2 separate regions of the Mus musculus genome follow, and region 1 is linked to region 2. Evidence: chromatin contacts called from public Hi-C data. All regions are on one chromosome and are shown on one strand. The core of a region is the stretch at or near the end of the contact, and the rest is flanking DNA. Distances in the headings are between cores, read along the strand shown. Region 1 holds the start of Nipal1 (NIPA-like domain containing 1). Region 2 overlaps Corin (corin, serine peptidase).

Region 1 (4,638 bases), core at 448-2,947, 240 kb after region 2:
TTATAACAAAGTACTTCCTGCCAAAACCAGACTGCCATCCCGACGTGCAGGAAAGATGATTCAGAAGATAACAGCGCTGCCTGGGCCTGAGAACCAGAACCCACGTAAAAATGGTATACAACTATAACCCCAGCCTTCCCGCTGATGGGTTTCTGGGGCTTGCTGACTAGCCAGGCTTGGGTTCAGTGACAGGCCCCATCGAGGAAGTAAAGAGTGATAGAGCAGAATACTCAGCGCCCCCTTCTGGCTTCCACAGGCACACCCGCATGTGCACCTGCATACACACGTGTGCATTCGTGTGCAAACAAAGAAAACTCATGAATCTCAAAGGAACATTCTCAAGGCTTTTTTTAAGTGAAGATATAAAGCATAAAGTGGAAAATAACAACAGCTATTATCATTTTGAATGCTTTTAATATAAATTAAACAATTTTTTATAAAGTGCTTAGGGTTAGGGTTTGCCACATTGTAACTGATGTTTGTTAAATAGTAAGAAGTACCTGGGATCAGATTTATTATCATTGCCAGTCTATGGTGAAGACAAAACGTGAAATCTGATGTCCAAAGAAAGCATCTAAGTAGATGTCTACTTCACAAGGCTTCCAATTCAAAACTGGCTTAAACCGTCTTTGCCACTTCCACCTGATCCTGCCCCTCCCCCATTCTTTTTCCACAGGTCATGCCCATAGACAAAAAGTATGCATCTTAAACTACTGACTAATTTGGTTTTAAGTTTTGTCTCATAAACCTGAAAACAAGAAAAGCAAGATGGATCTCTGCAGTGAAACTCTTAGGCAATAAAGTTAATTCTAGCTGTTCGTGAATACCTAGAGCCTATGGGGGTACAGCAGTCAAGCGCAAAGGCACCCCAGAAAAACACACAATCTCGGCTCTTCCGGCTGAGGGCTTCAGCAGTAAGTGTGACCACTTCATGAGGCATAATAAATACCTCGTGACTAAGTTACTTCACCGCTTTCTCTACCTTATCCTTATCCCTCACCTGCAAACTGTAGTTAATAAATTGTGCTGTAAATTGTAATGAGTTGACTCATGCATGTTATGTAGTGTACTGCTGGAATATCATGAACTTCAGCGTGGGAACAGGTCTTCTCAGTTTGGGCATTGCTGATCCCTGAAAAGCTTATTTCATATACGACTGGGCGTGGGGATAAGGCAGCTGGGTGGGTGGAGAGGGAAATGCCTGATTGTTGAAAACAGGTAAGCACGGGTATTGTAAGACAAGGAGGACAACGGCGTGCACGAGAGAGCAGAAGCACCAAGCCTGTTCGAAAAAAATCCCAGAATAAACTTTAGCATGGACTCAGCACAGAACTCCAGCAGACAGCGCCTTGTGCCACAAAAGCCAGTGATGAGAAAGACCCACTGACGTTGGCCAGCACTTCGTCTGCTCCAGGACAACCAGAAGGGGGCCTCGGGACAGCCTCTCCATCACTAAATTCCCCGAGTGACTTCGGCAGCATCCACGCTGTAACCTCATCTCCTCCTGGCAGGTGTTTCTGGACTAAGCACCTGTGCAGCTCCCGGGTCCACCCTGCAGACACCGGTGACTGAAGGAACTTCTGCGGCGATGAGCGAGCGGTGGGCGGAAAATGAGCCTCAAACCACCCCATGCCCCACCCAGTCACTCTCATTGGCTGAGCCTGCCACGGGGGCGGAGGCAGCGCACACCCTTCGCTGACTCCACCGATCCGCCGGAACGAAAGCGGGTCCCGGGACACTGGTGTGTGAGAAACTATTGCTAGCACAGAGGAAGCCCGGTCCCCAGGCCATGGGGGTACAGCTGAGGCTGCCACCCGGAGAGCCCTGCCATGAAGGTGAGTGTCAGTCCCAGCGGTGGGACAGTTGGGTCACTTGGGTAGCTGGGAGCCCAGATGCGAGGTCTCAAAACTAGACTCAGAAAAATGTGCGGATTCTTAACGCGCCGTCTTCTAATCATTTAGTATTCCAGTCGTCCAGTCGGCTGTCCCACCAACGGGACAGTAAATACTTAGCTGAGCCCACTGCACTCCAGACTCTGTGGGGAAGCCCAAGTCGGAGCAGGACAGAAGTGACGCCCACTTAGTCCCCCGGCTGGCTCAATGTTGATTACGTCCTACTGAGTGTGTGGCAGGGAAATTCAGGATGCTTGCTGAGGGCAGATTCCAGGGTTTGATCCAGGAGGAGGTTTCCTGGCTCAGCCTCAACTCCGGAGTACATGGCAGAGGGCGTGCCGGGGATCCCGTGGGCTTCCCACAGTGCTCCCTGAACACACTGTGCCTGAGTCCCACGGAGAGATCGCTCAGGTATGACTTACTGGGCAATCCTTTGAGTAGGGTGACTACTCCAACAGGGAACTGGGAGTGCCCTTTTGTTAGTTCTTCCTCAGGGCTAGACTGGGATTTCCAGCCCACACCTTGCCTGGTAAAACCCCTGGGCCCCACCCCTTGACCTTTGCCAGATGTTCCTCACTTCCACTGGCTTCTTGCAGTCTCTACACAGAAGGTCAGAGAAAACTGAATGGAAGTAAGGGGAAAGGTGGGGCAACCTTGGGAAATGTGCATTGCAAACGAAATTATCGGTTTTTTTTTTAATCCCCACTGGTGTCAGGTCATTTCTAACCTACTTGCTAACGACTCAAAGAAGCTGTCTGGTAAGACCTGTGCCTTACAGTGAGTGCTTCCCAGCCTAATGCTACGACCATGTAACTACAGCTCCTCGTGTTGTAGAGATTCGTGTCCTTGCTTCTTGGCCTTTCCAGCTTATAACTTAACGAGGGAATAGAAAGAAAAGGGGGGAGAGACAGAAGAAGAGAGAGGACTCATCAAATCCCAGCTAGTAAGAAAGGGGAAAGGTGTGTAAAAGAAAATGTGCAACAATTCACAAACTATCCCCACATTGAGACCGGTATCCCTAAGGCAGCTGCATCTAGGGTTGTTTCCTAGACAGTCATGCGCTTAGTGGCAGTTGGTCCCTTTTCTAAATAATTCTGGAGCTGCCAAGTCAGATCGTCACTAATGCACCCTGCCCTTGTTTGTTCAAGGATCTGAGAGCAGATTGCACCCACTCATTTGACCTCTGGATATTTTTCCTGCTTTGCTCATGCATTTAGTAACTACAAGAAGTATTGGAGCTCTGTGTCACCCGATGATTAACCGTGCAGGAAGGTACTGGGAAAGATGGGAGAGGCCAATCTGTAATTTCAGTAGTAGGAGACTAGGTTTTAGGCCTAGTGTATCCACTTGGCTCTCTTTCTTCCTCTCTAAAGTAGGAAGAAATCTTGTTGACAGAGTAGGTAGCACTGGGTTACCTCAGGAAATCTACAGGGCAGAACCCTGGCGGGTCTTAAATGGAGTCTGGTTTTCCTTGATTTGTTTGAGGTGATGAACAAGAATCCTGTGAGCCGAGCACTGGCCTAGGTCCTAAAGGACTGTCATCAGTCTGGCCTTCAATGCTAGCACTCCCAATCTGTTTACTACCCTGATGACAGGACATTCCGAGAAGCAAATGACTTGAGAGTGTAGAGCTGTGACAAAGTCTAACAGTCAATGTACTGAAGCTGGAGGTGGTCTGCAGATTGGGTGGCCCAGATCCTCTAGAGAAAGTTTTTAATCTACCCGAGATCAAAATGATGAGCTAATCATGGAGTCTGAGGATAAAGTCGTTTCATAAGATGCCCCCCAAAAGTTACAGTAGTACTTTGATTTTGACTTTTAAAACCATGACTGAATACTTCAAAAGATCTTATAATCCCAAATTATCACAAAATAAAAAGACAAACTTAAATACTCAAAGTTTTTTTTTTCTAATTTGGTTTCAGTACTATTTGCAAGTGTTCTAACAGAACTCAAATCAACTTCAACAGCCAAAACCGCTTTTATTAGCAGAGGAAACACGGCCCTGGGGAAACCGAATGCCAGACTTAACAGCCATCCCCTGGAACACACATTTTGTGTCAGGGACCGTGGAAGTGATGTTATGATGGGCTCAAGGGCAGATATCCTGGGCTGCCAAAAGGACATTCATAAATTCTCACGTCTAAGGAGCTCTTAGCTGACTTGGGGTTCAAAAAGCAAGCTTCAGGCAGAGGAGAATCAAGGGTTTTCAAAGTTTTCTTTCATGGAGTGAAGCCACTTGTCCAGACCATAGCTTGACAACAGAGGGAAAATGCCTGTGATATTTAAAGCTGACCTTTCCTGTCTTCCTGACCTGAATGTCTTTGGTTTTAAGAAAAGAAATCAGGAGCTAGAGAGATGGCTCAGTGGTCAAGTGCACTGACTGCCCTTTCAGAGGGCATGAGCTTGATTACGGCAGCCACGAGACAGTTCGCACTCATCTATAACTCTAGTTCCAGGGTATCAGACACCATTTTCTGACCTCTGAGGATACCAGGCATGTATGTGGTGCACAGACATACACACAAGCAAAACACCTATATACATAAGACAAAAATAACTTCAGAAAAGTTTAAGATGAGGCAATTGAGGAATAGTGACTCAGAATTGGCTGTATCCTTTTCTGTTTCTATACTGATATGTATGTGTGTGTCTGTGTGTCTGTGTGTGTGTGTGTGTGTGTATCTTGAAAATTCAAAACATTCCTATAGAACATATCCGTTCACATTCCTGCATAACTAAATTC
Region 2 (4,030 bases), core at 1,048-3,547:
GCGTCCAGTCTGAGGCTCCCACTTCCAAAGAACAGAATTACAAGGATGATGAATGCTGATTTCTGCTAAGAGGCTTCCATCTTAACTCCTTCTCACCAACAGAAGTCACAGAGGCTCCTGTTTGAGCCATGCCGATACTGTTTTTATAGCTCTGTAACCCAAAACAAAAGTCACCAATGATCTTTGTGCTAATTACCAAAGTGTGATAAGGTTAGACCCTGCCTTAGCAAATTCTCCCAACCCACATCTACAGTTGATTAAATGTTTTTGACTTCAAAAAAAGAGGGAAAACACATATACGCACATAAGTCTAGAATTTGGAATCAAAATGTAGTAGAGACCCACCTTTGAACTTGGGTACCTTTGAAATTTGAGCATCATTTAAAGCCCTGAGCTCAGTAATCAGAAGGGAACAGGTCTAAGGACTAAGCCTGCTTCCCACTGTTGAGAGTTGAGAGAAATGCAGAGAAAACAACAGAGGAGAGAGAAACTAAGCAGAGGGAAAGAGGGAGCCTTCTCTTTGAGTCAAGAGCAGAGTTCACAACTGAGAAGAATGTAACTCAAGAGTAAAGGAATGGACTGTGGTGTGGAGGCTTAGAAACAATTACAGGGAAACACTTTTTGGAAGTAAAGATGGAGGCCGTGCTTTTAAACTTAGGAAAATTGGATAGAGTAGGCTTTCATTGTCAGTACTCACGCATCTGTAAGCATGTATGAGAATTCCCAGGATCAACATAAAAGCCTTGAGAAAAGGAGGCTGAAAAACTCGATCCTGTGGAATACAGATAATTATGGTATCGGTAGAGGCAAAGGAAGGAGTCTAGCATGTAGCCAAGAGGGCTGGGAAGTGGATCACATCAGAATCCAGATGTGATTCTAGAATCTAACGGTAGACGGAATGCTACAGCCAGAGAAGCATCGGGGACAGAGGCCTCCCACACAAGATGAAGAAGCACTTCCTACTTCCTTCCTCAGGCTCTCCTGTCTCTTCTGAGAAGTAACCCTTCAGGGCTGTTTCACAGACTGTAGGAAAGAAGTGCCCGGCTCACACCCAGGCTGTGGACTGTGTACTATGTAATACTTTCCCACTTAAAACAGTGCCAGCTGCCTGGTGCAATAACTGGTGCAATTATTTACTTCTTTTCTGTCCTGTTTTGCAGTCCCAGGTCTCATGTGTAGTAGGCAAAGACTCTATCACCAAGCCACATCCAAGTCCAATAAGCTACTCCTTTGACCATGTCTCTCTCTTTCTCTGAGTAACACCTGTCCCACATCAACCTGTTCTAGCCTATGTCTCCCTCCGATATACCATTGAAACCAACTTCTTGTATAAGGTCGGAGTCTACGCTTAAATATTTATCTCTTCACTGGCCTGTGAAGTCATGAGAAAGAGGCATGTTTTCATTCCTCTCCCAACTGTAATAAAGTTCATGGCACAAAGAGTGTGTCTACCGAACTGAAACGTTTGTATATGCGAAATGCATCGTGGCTTCCAAAGTCATCTGAAATACATCGCCTAGGGTGGTAAAGTGGTTCTACTGTCCAAGTCTGATTATTTGTGTTGTGAAGTTGAGATAAAGATGTTTGAATGGACTTGACATTCTCCAAGTCCCAACAGTTAGGAAGCAAAATCATGTAAGCTCACATGTAAGTCACTGATGCTAAGTCAAGGCTCTTCCAAGAGGTGGCATCTCTGTATAGAAAGAGTGGTTAGGTAATTTAAAACTTTAAGTAATTTAAAGTTATAAACATAAGAAAATCTGAGGTTCTGGGAAAAAAAAAACACATCATTTTATCTAAAGCTGGCCATTGTAATGAAAAGCGCCTGGTCAGCTTTTAATAGTTTCGCGGCACTGCCTACAATCACTGTCAAAACAATGATTCTAAGAATCTCAAAGAAAGCATATGGCATAATCTCTCTGAAATGAACCTGCGATTCAATAGAAATTGAGAGTGGATGTTTTGCCGAGGTCCAGCAACTACAATTAGGGAGTCTGATACGATGGAGTGGTTGCTATCAGCAACGAGAGCTGGACAAAGCAAACATGACACTAGGAAAAAGAGGAGGGAGGTGGAAGAACAAACAGCCGAAGCTCTTTCATGGCAGGGGATCTCTTTAGACTCACAGAAATACCACTTAAAAACTGCTTTCCATTTATGATTACAACCAAGGTAAAGTTGAGGATTAGTTGGAACACTCGGCATGATTGATGGGCCTTGACCCTTAGCCCCACTGAGTTCTCACAACCCGGCTATGGAAACACGCACAAATGTTTATTTTTAAAGCTCTCAAGAACAGTTCCCACAGCATTATCACTCCAGCGCGTTATTTACTTTGCAGGGCCCGGCAACAGAGAGGATAAGACAACCGTGAGCCATGTATGAGAACAAATTGTCCCAGGAATTATGACTGATTTAAGGGCAGCTAAGAGGAGATGAATCGACTTCCCAGAACCGTGTATTAAGAAAGGCAGTTTTTACAGGTTGTAGGCTTTGGCTCACTGTAGTCTGGAGAGACATTTAAGAGTTTTTGTGAGAACGGGGCTGTAGTGGAGGGTAGCATTCAAGGATTACTAATTGACTCCCAAGATGGTGGGACATGCTTTTTGGGGAAGCTGGAACAGGACGGTTGGGGGTGCAGGGGCTGGGATTTTAAATAACCCTGGGATGATCTCTCTCACCCTCAGTTTCTTAATTTATAAAATGAAGATGAAAATACCTCGGGGACTTACTTGAGGCGAAAGGAGCTGACAGCTGTGAAAGCACTCTGGTAAAAAAGACTGAGACTCCAAATATAAAGGGAAAATACTGTATCCATGGACCGGTTATTTCACAAGCCAGTCAGCTTTTCCTCGTGTTCATGTCTGAGGCTAAGCAGGAACCTAATGTGAGCCTGAGTTCACAGTGTCTGTTGCCTGCACAAGCATACGTGTTTCTTCCCTCTTTGTCAAGAAGATCCCCTTTCCAGCAAAATCATCATTCCTCATCCATGCAGTTGGCTCCAAGCTACTCTCCTGTCATTTATCCTACCTCTCTGTAGTTTCTGCATGGCAGCATTTACATGTGTCATTGGTGTTCCTCTCTTTCTTTTCATATGTATTATAGTCTATGTTCAGTATCCCTCAAAAGTCATGAACTGTGATCTGGTGGTGGTGGAGGTGGTGGTGGTAATGGAGGTTGTAGTAGAGGTGGTGGTGGCAGAGGTAGTGGGGGTAGTGGTAGTGCAGATGGTGGTGGTGATGGTGGTGGTGGTGGAGGTGGTAGTGGTAGTCATGGTGATGATTGTGATTGTGAGGATGATGGAATTGAGGAAGAACTGTTTAAAACTTAAACATCTGTCGGGGTTTCTTAAACTCAGTATCACTGAAATTTTGAACCACACAATTCTACAATAGGGACAGTACTTTGTTTATTGAGGGATGTTAATCAGAATGTCAGGTCTCAGTAACGGATTCAATTAGTGATACAACTTCATTTCTACTCAGGTGTAACAACTAAAATGTTGGAAAATCACCTACAGTTAAGTGCAGCATTGCTGGGCCGGAGAGATGGCTCAGCAGTTAGGACAACTGGCTGCTCTTCCTAGAGGACCTGGGTTCCATTCTTAGCACCCACCTGGGAGCTCACAACTGTCTGTAACTCCAGTTCCTGGGGTCTGGCACCCTCACACAGACATGCTTGCAGGCAGAACACCAATGCACATAAAATGAAAGTAAATTGATAATTTTTAATAGAAGCACATTGCATGGGTATAAATTGCTACTATGCTCACTGATTGTATTTGTCAGAGGCCCTAGGGTCTGTATTCTGAATACAACAGGCATTTCGTTTACTCAATGAAAAAAAACATGAGAGAAAGACTGCACTGTGAGATCTGCAAGGTGGTCTTATATGATTTACTCTATAATAAATGCTTTTGTACTTGATGTACAATATATTACTACCACATAAACTTTTTTCAGTAGGTATATAGGTGTGCTAGAAATCATATTCTTATATATACATGAAGATCATTAGGTATCAGTGGCTT

Evidence for each region. A called contact is a pair of places that touch in the nucleus more often than the background predicts.
Region 1: a Hi-C map of liver shows a contact between it and region 2, with 2.3 times the contacts expected there. The contact joins the promoter of Nipal1 here to the enhancer-like site in region 2. A contact is called at or near these places in 1 of 39 promoter capture datasets (cranial neural crest) and 1 of 484 Hi-C or Micro-C datasets (liver).

Annotation. Positions count from the first base shown.
Region 1 is chr5:72,646,099-72,650,736 of GRCm38.p6, forward strand. Nipal1 (NIPA-like domain containing 1) reads left to right here and starts at 1,698. Exons shown (of 6, transcript NM_001081205.1): 1 at 1,698-1,835. The coding sequence starts at 1,790.
Region 2 is chr5:72,409,899-72,413,928 of GRCm38.p6, forward strand. The region is part of intron 5 of Corin (corin, serine peptidase); the gene reads right to left. It also overlaps the pseudogene Gm19560. Among named protein-coding and RNA genes, the nearest start is that of Gm23712, 6.9 kb to the right of the region's middle. Within about 2 kb of position 2,298, at least 23 of the 459 cell types and tissues checked have an H3K27ac peak or open chromatin away from gene starts, as enhancers often do. A contact at or near this core is called in liver, where this site is marked.